2 separate regions of the Mus musculus genome follow, and region 1 is linked to region 2. Evidence: chromatin contacts called from public HiChIP or PLAC-seq data. All regions are on one chromosome and are shown on one strand. The core of a region is the stretch at or near the end of the contact, and the rest is flanking DNA. Distances in the headings are between cores, read along the strand shown. Region 1 has its middle 17 kb from the start of Gm32406. Region 2 holds the start of Scaf11 (SR-related CTD-associated factor 11).

Region 1 (2,850 bases), core at 319-2,818, 63 kb after region 2:
GGAGTTTAGAGGTCTTGTGGGGTGGAGGAAGGGGAGTAGGGACATCCACGTGGAGACAGGGGGCCAGGGAGGAGGTATGGGATGTGGAACAGTCAGAGGGTGGACTGGGAGGGGAATAAAATCTGGAGTGTAAATAAATAAATAAATAAATAAATAAATAAATAAATAAATAAATGATTTTTTAAAAAAACGTTCTTCCTCTCCTCGCCCCTGCCACACCACCTGCCCCAGGTGTCCCTTATCCTCACCCCTGCCCTCACCACCTGCCCCGAGGGTCCCTTATCCTCATCCCTGCCACACCACCTGCCCTGAGTATCCCAGAGTAAGGGCCGCTCTCTCTCTGAGCTCCCAACATGTCCGCTCCCTTACATTCTGGTTTCTCACCTCAGCACAACATGGGCATCGTATTGGCACGTTTGTTTGGGCGCTACTTGTCTAAAGGCTGTTTCTCCGCTAGCCTGTAAGCCCCAAGGGAAAGGGCAGAGCTGTGTTATTTAGTTCACATGTGTATGCTCACGGCCTTGCATGTAGGACACCATCAATGCCTGTTGAACAAATGCTTAGGGGGGAAAAAAGGCTTTCCTTTCTTGAGGCGGGGGTCTCTGCTTAGGCTAGTCTTCCCGTTCTAGCCTCCCACGTGCTGGGAGTACGGGTTCTGACCACATCTGGTGAAAAATAGGGTCCGTTTAAGTTTGAACTATGAAGACTGTAGGGGTTATTTTAAAAGGAATTTTAAATTTGGTATGTTTTAGGACTCTTTTCTTTAGGGAAGGAAAAATAACTATCACTGACACTCTGATGAGTATATTTATAACTTCAGGAGGTCGGGTGTCGCAAAAGAGTTGATATATACCACTTATACCAAGTGTGCTGGCACACGCCTTTGATTGAAGTATGCCCGAGGCAGAGACAGGCAAGCTCTGTGAGTTCAAGGCCTGCTGGGGCTACAAAGTGATACAGAAGAGTGGGTGATACAAAGCAGCACCCACTTGTGTCATTGATCTCTCTGGAGGTAAATGACGTCAGTGAGCCCTGGAGGCTCTGCGCATCATGCAGTGGTCCCATCAGTGACGGCAGAAGTAGAAGCTGCATTTAGCATTTACTGCTGCTACATGTTGCATTTAGCATTTACTATGCTGCTACATGTTGCATTTAGCATTTACTGTGCTGCTACATGTTGCATTTAGCATTTACTATGCTGCTACATGTTGCATTTAGCATTTACTATGCTGCTACATGTTGCATTTAGCATTTACTATGCTGCTACATGTTGGGTGATTCTCCTGCCTCCTCTGCTTGTTCTTCTGGTTAAAAAGGTAGATTTATTATTATTATTATTATTATTATTATTATTGGGGGGAAGAGGAGGGGGAGATGGAAGAGGAGGGAGTGGAGGAGGAGGGGGAGGAGGAGGAAGAGGAGGGAGTGGAGGAGGAGGGGGAGGAGGAGGCTGTTGTCATTACCTCAACCTGACTGGCACAGAGGGACCAGTATAGATCCCCAGCTGACTTCTTGCAGTGTTCTGATTAGTTCTGGCCCTAAAGCTGCTTTTTCTTCCGCGACTCATCCCACGTATGCTCGCTTAGTCACATGGGTACAAGACATTGTTTAGGGAGACATTCCAACACAGCCCAGCTTTCAATAGCCTGTCAATCAAGTTGCCCTTGCTGGAAGCATTCCTTAGATAAGGACCTCTCTCCTCTATGCCTTTGTTAGCATGTTTGCCTGGAGATCTGCCATCCCCGGCTTTCAAGGAGGTTTGAGTAGGCTCTTTCCCCTTCTTTCTTCCCAGACTTTCCTCAGCAAGAGGTGGGTGTTGGGTGACAGGCCTGCTGCGGCCTTCTCATCTGCAGGGTAGCACAGATGGCAAACATCAGGGTGGGGACTCATGCCCAGCTCTGCCTTACTTGCAAGGCCGCTCTTCCCGGCACGCTACCCTCCACCCCCTCTCTGACTTAGAGCAGAGCAGTAGCTGTCTTTCTATGTTCTGCTTGTTGTTCGTTTGGTTGGTTTGGTTTTTCAACACAGGGTTTCTCCGTGTAGCCCAGGCTGTCCTGGAACTCACTCTGTAGACCAGGCTGGTCTCAAACTCAAGAGATCCACCTGCCTCTGCATCCCGAGTGCTGGGATTAATGGTGCACCCCACCACCGCCCTGCTGCATCTCTGATTTTAATTGGTGTTGTTAGCATTATCTGTCTGGCTGCTGGGCACAGTCCTTGGGCAGTTTTGCTGCTGTATCAGCCCGAAGGTCTGCAGTTTTAAGAACCTGAGACAGTGAGAAGAAAGCTCGTAGGAAAGGAAGGCACGGTTTGAACTGCAAGGTGGTACGGGTGAGACTTCAGCAGACGGCCGAGTTGGTGCTGAATGCACTCGATAATTTCAATAGAGATAACACGGTAGCCTCTTAATGCGTGTTGCAGAATTGGAATGTAGTCACCAAAATTCAAGTGTTCGAAACTTCCCCAGTGCAGCAGAGGTGAGAAACGAGCCAAACAGGAAGTGTTTGTTTCACTGAGTGTTGTAGAGAAAGGATCTCTTGTAAGCATCACCTGTCAATAAAAAAAAAAAAAAGAAAAACACAAAAAGACCAACAAACAAACAAACAAACAAACAAACAAATAGGAGGTGGGGCACTGGCAGGAAGAGAGAGGATTCTGGGAAATAGTGAGTGTATAAAAGAGAGAGTCAAGAGACCATGGAGACAGACCACAGAGAGGGGTCTAAACCAGCAGATTAGATGAACTCAGGGAGACACGTGAAGAAAGAAGGGGGCTGGGACTGAAAGAGAGGTAACTAACCAACTGGTAGACATAGAATAGTTTAAATGGTTAACTAAGTCACAAGCTACT
Region 2 (2,830 bases), core at 300-2,799:
TTCTTTTTTGTCTATTTGGGCAAAAAATAAAAAATAAACCAACAATAACAACAAGAAAACTACTTTTTCCTTCTGTTTTAAATAATAATAAAATGGTTAAGCCAAGTGCCAAAGCAGAGGGGGAGGTGGGGGTGGAAACATGGTGTGGAGAGACAGAATTACCCAATAAAATTTTATTAAAAATACCGGTTAAATGAAAGGGCTAAGAATCTATTGCCTTCACTGTTGTGGGGCTGCGGCAAATAAATCATACATGAGTTATCTTTTCCTTGAAAAATGAAAAAAAACGTACTTATTGATATACTTTCCCCAAAATTCAGAGAAAACTGCCCAAACTGGGGGAAATTTGAATACTACCATATCTTAGTCAAGGCATACTAAAAAACTTTCTCGTCAGTTTTCGTTAGTTCGCTGCTAGTATATAAGGATGGTAGCCAAAATGTAATCCAAAATGAATGAGAAGCAGCCGCGGTTTTACGTAGTACGATCAGCATGTAAAACTTGCATTCTGTATTGTTTACTACCTCACACACGCAGATGATTAGCCGGACTACCGGAATACGATACTGTACAGATCAACGCATGGGGAGTGTAGGTCACCATTTCAATCTGGGACTGTTGCCCTCAATTGCAACCAGGTGTCTTTTAAATTAAATTCTTCGAGATCCGTGCGGAAGACGAGCGTGCATTGGCCAATCTTCTAATCGGTACTCAGTCCCCGGCTCTAAGGCGGGGTTGAGCGGGGCTGAGTTTCGATCTCCCGGCCGGTTGGACCGCGGGCAGCCCGGGCAGCGGGTTTTAAAAACGACGGCGGGGGTGGGGAGGCGGCCGCCGAGGGAGGGAGGGAGAGGCCGAGGCCAGGCGCCGGCCAGCGCTTCCTCGTTCAGGCGCCGGGGAGGTCACAGCCTAGTGAAGTTTGGTTTCACAAGCGGGACCCGGAGGCTCGGGGACGAACGCGAACTCCACGGGAAAGCGGGCCAGCCTGGGAGCGCCCGGAAGCACGGCCGACACGTTCCCACTGCGGGTGGGGGAGCTGCGGGCCGGGCCTGGAGCCCCTTCCTGCCTCGGCCGAGGCCCCGCAGCCCGCGCCGCCCCGCTCTGCTCCTAGGCCCCGCGCGCGCCCAAACTGGACCTCCGCCCCGCGCCGCCCGGGGCCGCGGCTCCCAACTTTGCTCGCAGCGAAAGACACCGCCCGAGCCGCGCGCGAGCCCCAAACTTTGCCCGCCCGCCCGGCCCGCGCCCCCGCCGCGCCGCGCTGCGCTGCGCCCCGGGGCGCCTCGTCCGCTCTCTCCGGCCCGCCGTGTTTACCTGAGGCCGAGGTCCCGCGGCCGCGCCGGCGCAGGAGGCCCGGTCTCCGTCAGTCCGCCGCTAAGTTCTGCACCATGGACTCCTCCGGCCGCTCGGAAGCGCGCGCGGCCCGCGGGCTGGCTCGGACGGCCGGGTCGGGAGCACGCAGGCAGCCACGCAGCAGGAGACCCGGGCAGGCGGCGCTAGCTCCGCGCCGCTTGCGCCACCGCCGCTCCCCTCCCCCGCCGTGTCTGGCGGCTCCCTCCCTTTCTCCCTCCCTCCTTCCGCGGGGCTCAGCCGCGCCGCCACAGGTCGGCGCACTGTGGTGACGACGCGGGCGGGCGGGCGGGCGGGCGGCTGGACCCGCCGCACGCTACCTGCTCGCGGGCGCTGCCGTACTCCCCCGGACCTCCAGGGGGCGCCCGCGAGCCGCGACGGACGGACGGACGTGGTGGGCGGGGCACGCCGCCCGGCTGGAGAGCGGGAGCTCCGGCGTCTGCGAGTGGCCGGGGCTTCTGGGAAACATTCTTCTTGCCCCGCCCTCTTGCCGCTCGGAGCGCTACGCGCACGCGCCGTGCTCAGTCCTCGCTCCACCCCTTTCCCCCTCATCCCCACCCCCGCCCCTGCGCCCTGGCCGCGCTCTCTCTGGTCGTGGCCTTTCCTGGCAGGCTCCGTGGGCGACAATAAAGATGTTTTGGAGAGACTGCAGTCCCGAGAAGAACTCGTGCGTAGTTGGCACGGATGAAGTACTCCGCCCGCTGCACGTGCGCGGCGGCCTGCCAGCCCGGGACACACTCCCACGCCCTAAGCCCGCGTCCCCGAGGCTAGCCGAGCCTGGCTGGCTTTAAGTGCTTCCACTTTCAGTCACTCTGCGATGTCCTCCTGCCCTGCAGCGCCCTCGGATCTTTTGTTTCACCTCGGAGGTGTCTTTACAGGCTTTTCGTCAGGCGCTGGCTTTTTCACCCCCTGCTCCACGCTCTAGCTTTTCCTAGTTGTCCTCTTGCAATCCACGCTGTCGCCTGGCCACCCCAACCCAGGCTGTTCCCTCCCTACCTCCAGCCCAGCAGCGTCCCCTGCCCTCCTCTCTGATCCTGTCGCTTCCCTGGCATCTTCATCCTGTGCTACTTGGCTGTTCAGTGCCCGTCACGTCACACCGAAGTTTGGGATGATGTCTCGTTAAGCTCTTCACAGAGCCGAGCACCAGCAAGGGACTGGGTAAATAACCGCTTAGGAATGCAATGAATGGCAGCCTTGTCTCTCCCAGTGTCAGTGAGCTATCTTCATAGGTTTGGAAATGTGGTGTTCCTGTGTGCAAGTATTTCGCAGTGATTTAGAGGTGTTAAAATACTTTGTTCTGATGAAACAAGACTTTCTGAGGGACCTTTCTCTTGTAATGACGACGAATGAAGCTGGTGATTAAGAAAACCTAAAAACCTGTTGAAACTGTTGTGTGACAGAATCAAGTCAAAGGCACTGTTAACCATCCTGCAGAGATAAAGTTTAGCTTTCCTGTGTACACTCGGGGTCCAGAATTCACCCTAGA

The links. HiChIP or PLAC-seq counts read pairs in DNA pulled down with a chosen protein or histone mark.
Region 1: an H3K27ac HiChIP or PLAC-seq map of extraembryonic endoderm stem cells shows a contact between it and region 2. The contact joins the enhancer-like site here to the promoter of Scaf11 in region 2. A contact is called at or near these places in 7 of 39 promoter capture datasets (the 3T3-L1 cell line, embryonic stem cells, liver and 3 more), 1 of 15 datasets of contacts at CTCF or cohesin (pro-B cells), 20 of 484 Hi-C or Micro-C datasets (the C2C12 cell line, the HL-1 cell line, the N1E-115 cell line and 10 more), 7 of 115 datasets of contacts at active chromatin or transcription factors (the SCID.adh cell line, embryonic stem cells, extraembryonic endoderm stem cells and 2 more) and 1 of 9 other capture datasets (adipose tissue).

The regions. Positions count from the first base shown.
Region 1 is chr15:96,522,758-96,525,607 of GRCm38.p6, forward strand. No RefSeq gene overlaps it. Among named protein-coding and RNA genes, the nearest start is that of Gm32406, 17 kb to the left of the region's middle. Within about 2 kb of position 1,569, at least 65 of the 459 cell types and tissues checked have an H3K27ac peak or open chromatin away from gene starts, as enhancers often do. A contact at or near this core is called in the C2C12 cell line, the HL-1 cell line, extraembryonic endoderm stem cells and 3 more, where this site is marked.
Region 2 is chr15:96,459,294-96,462,123 of GRCm38.p6, forward strand. Scaf11 (SR-related CTD-associated factor 11) reads right to left here and starts at 1,550. Exons shown (of 15, transcript NM_028148.2): 1 at 1,309-1,550. It overlaps Gm41408, which reads left to right. Exons shown (of 2, transcript XM_030248866.1): 2 at 751-2,830. The coding sequence ends at 1,616.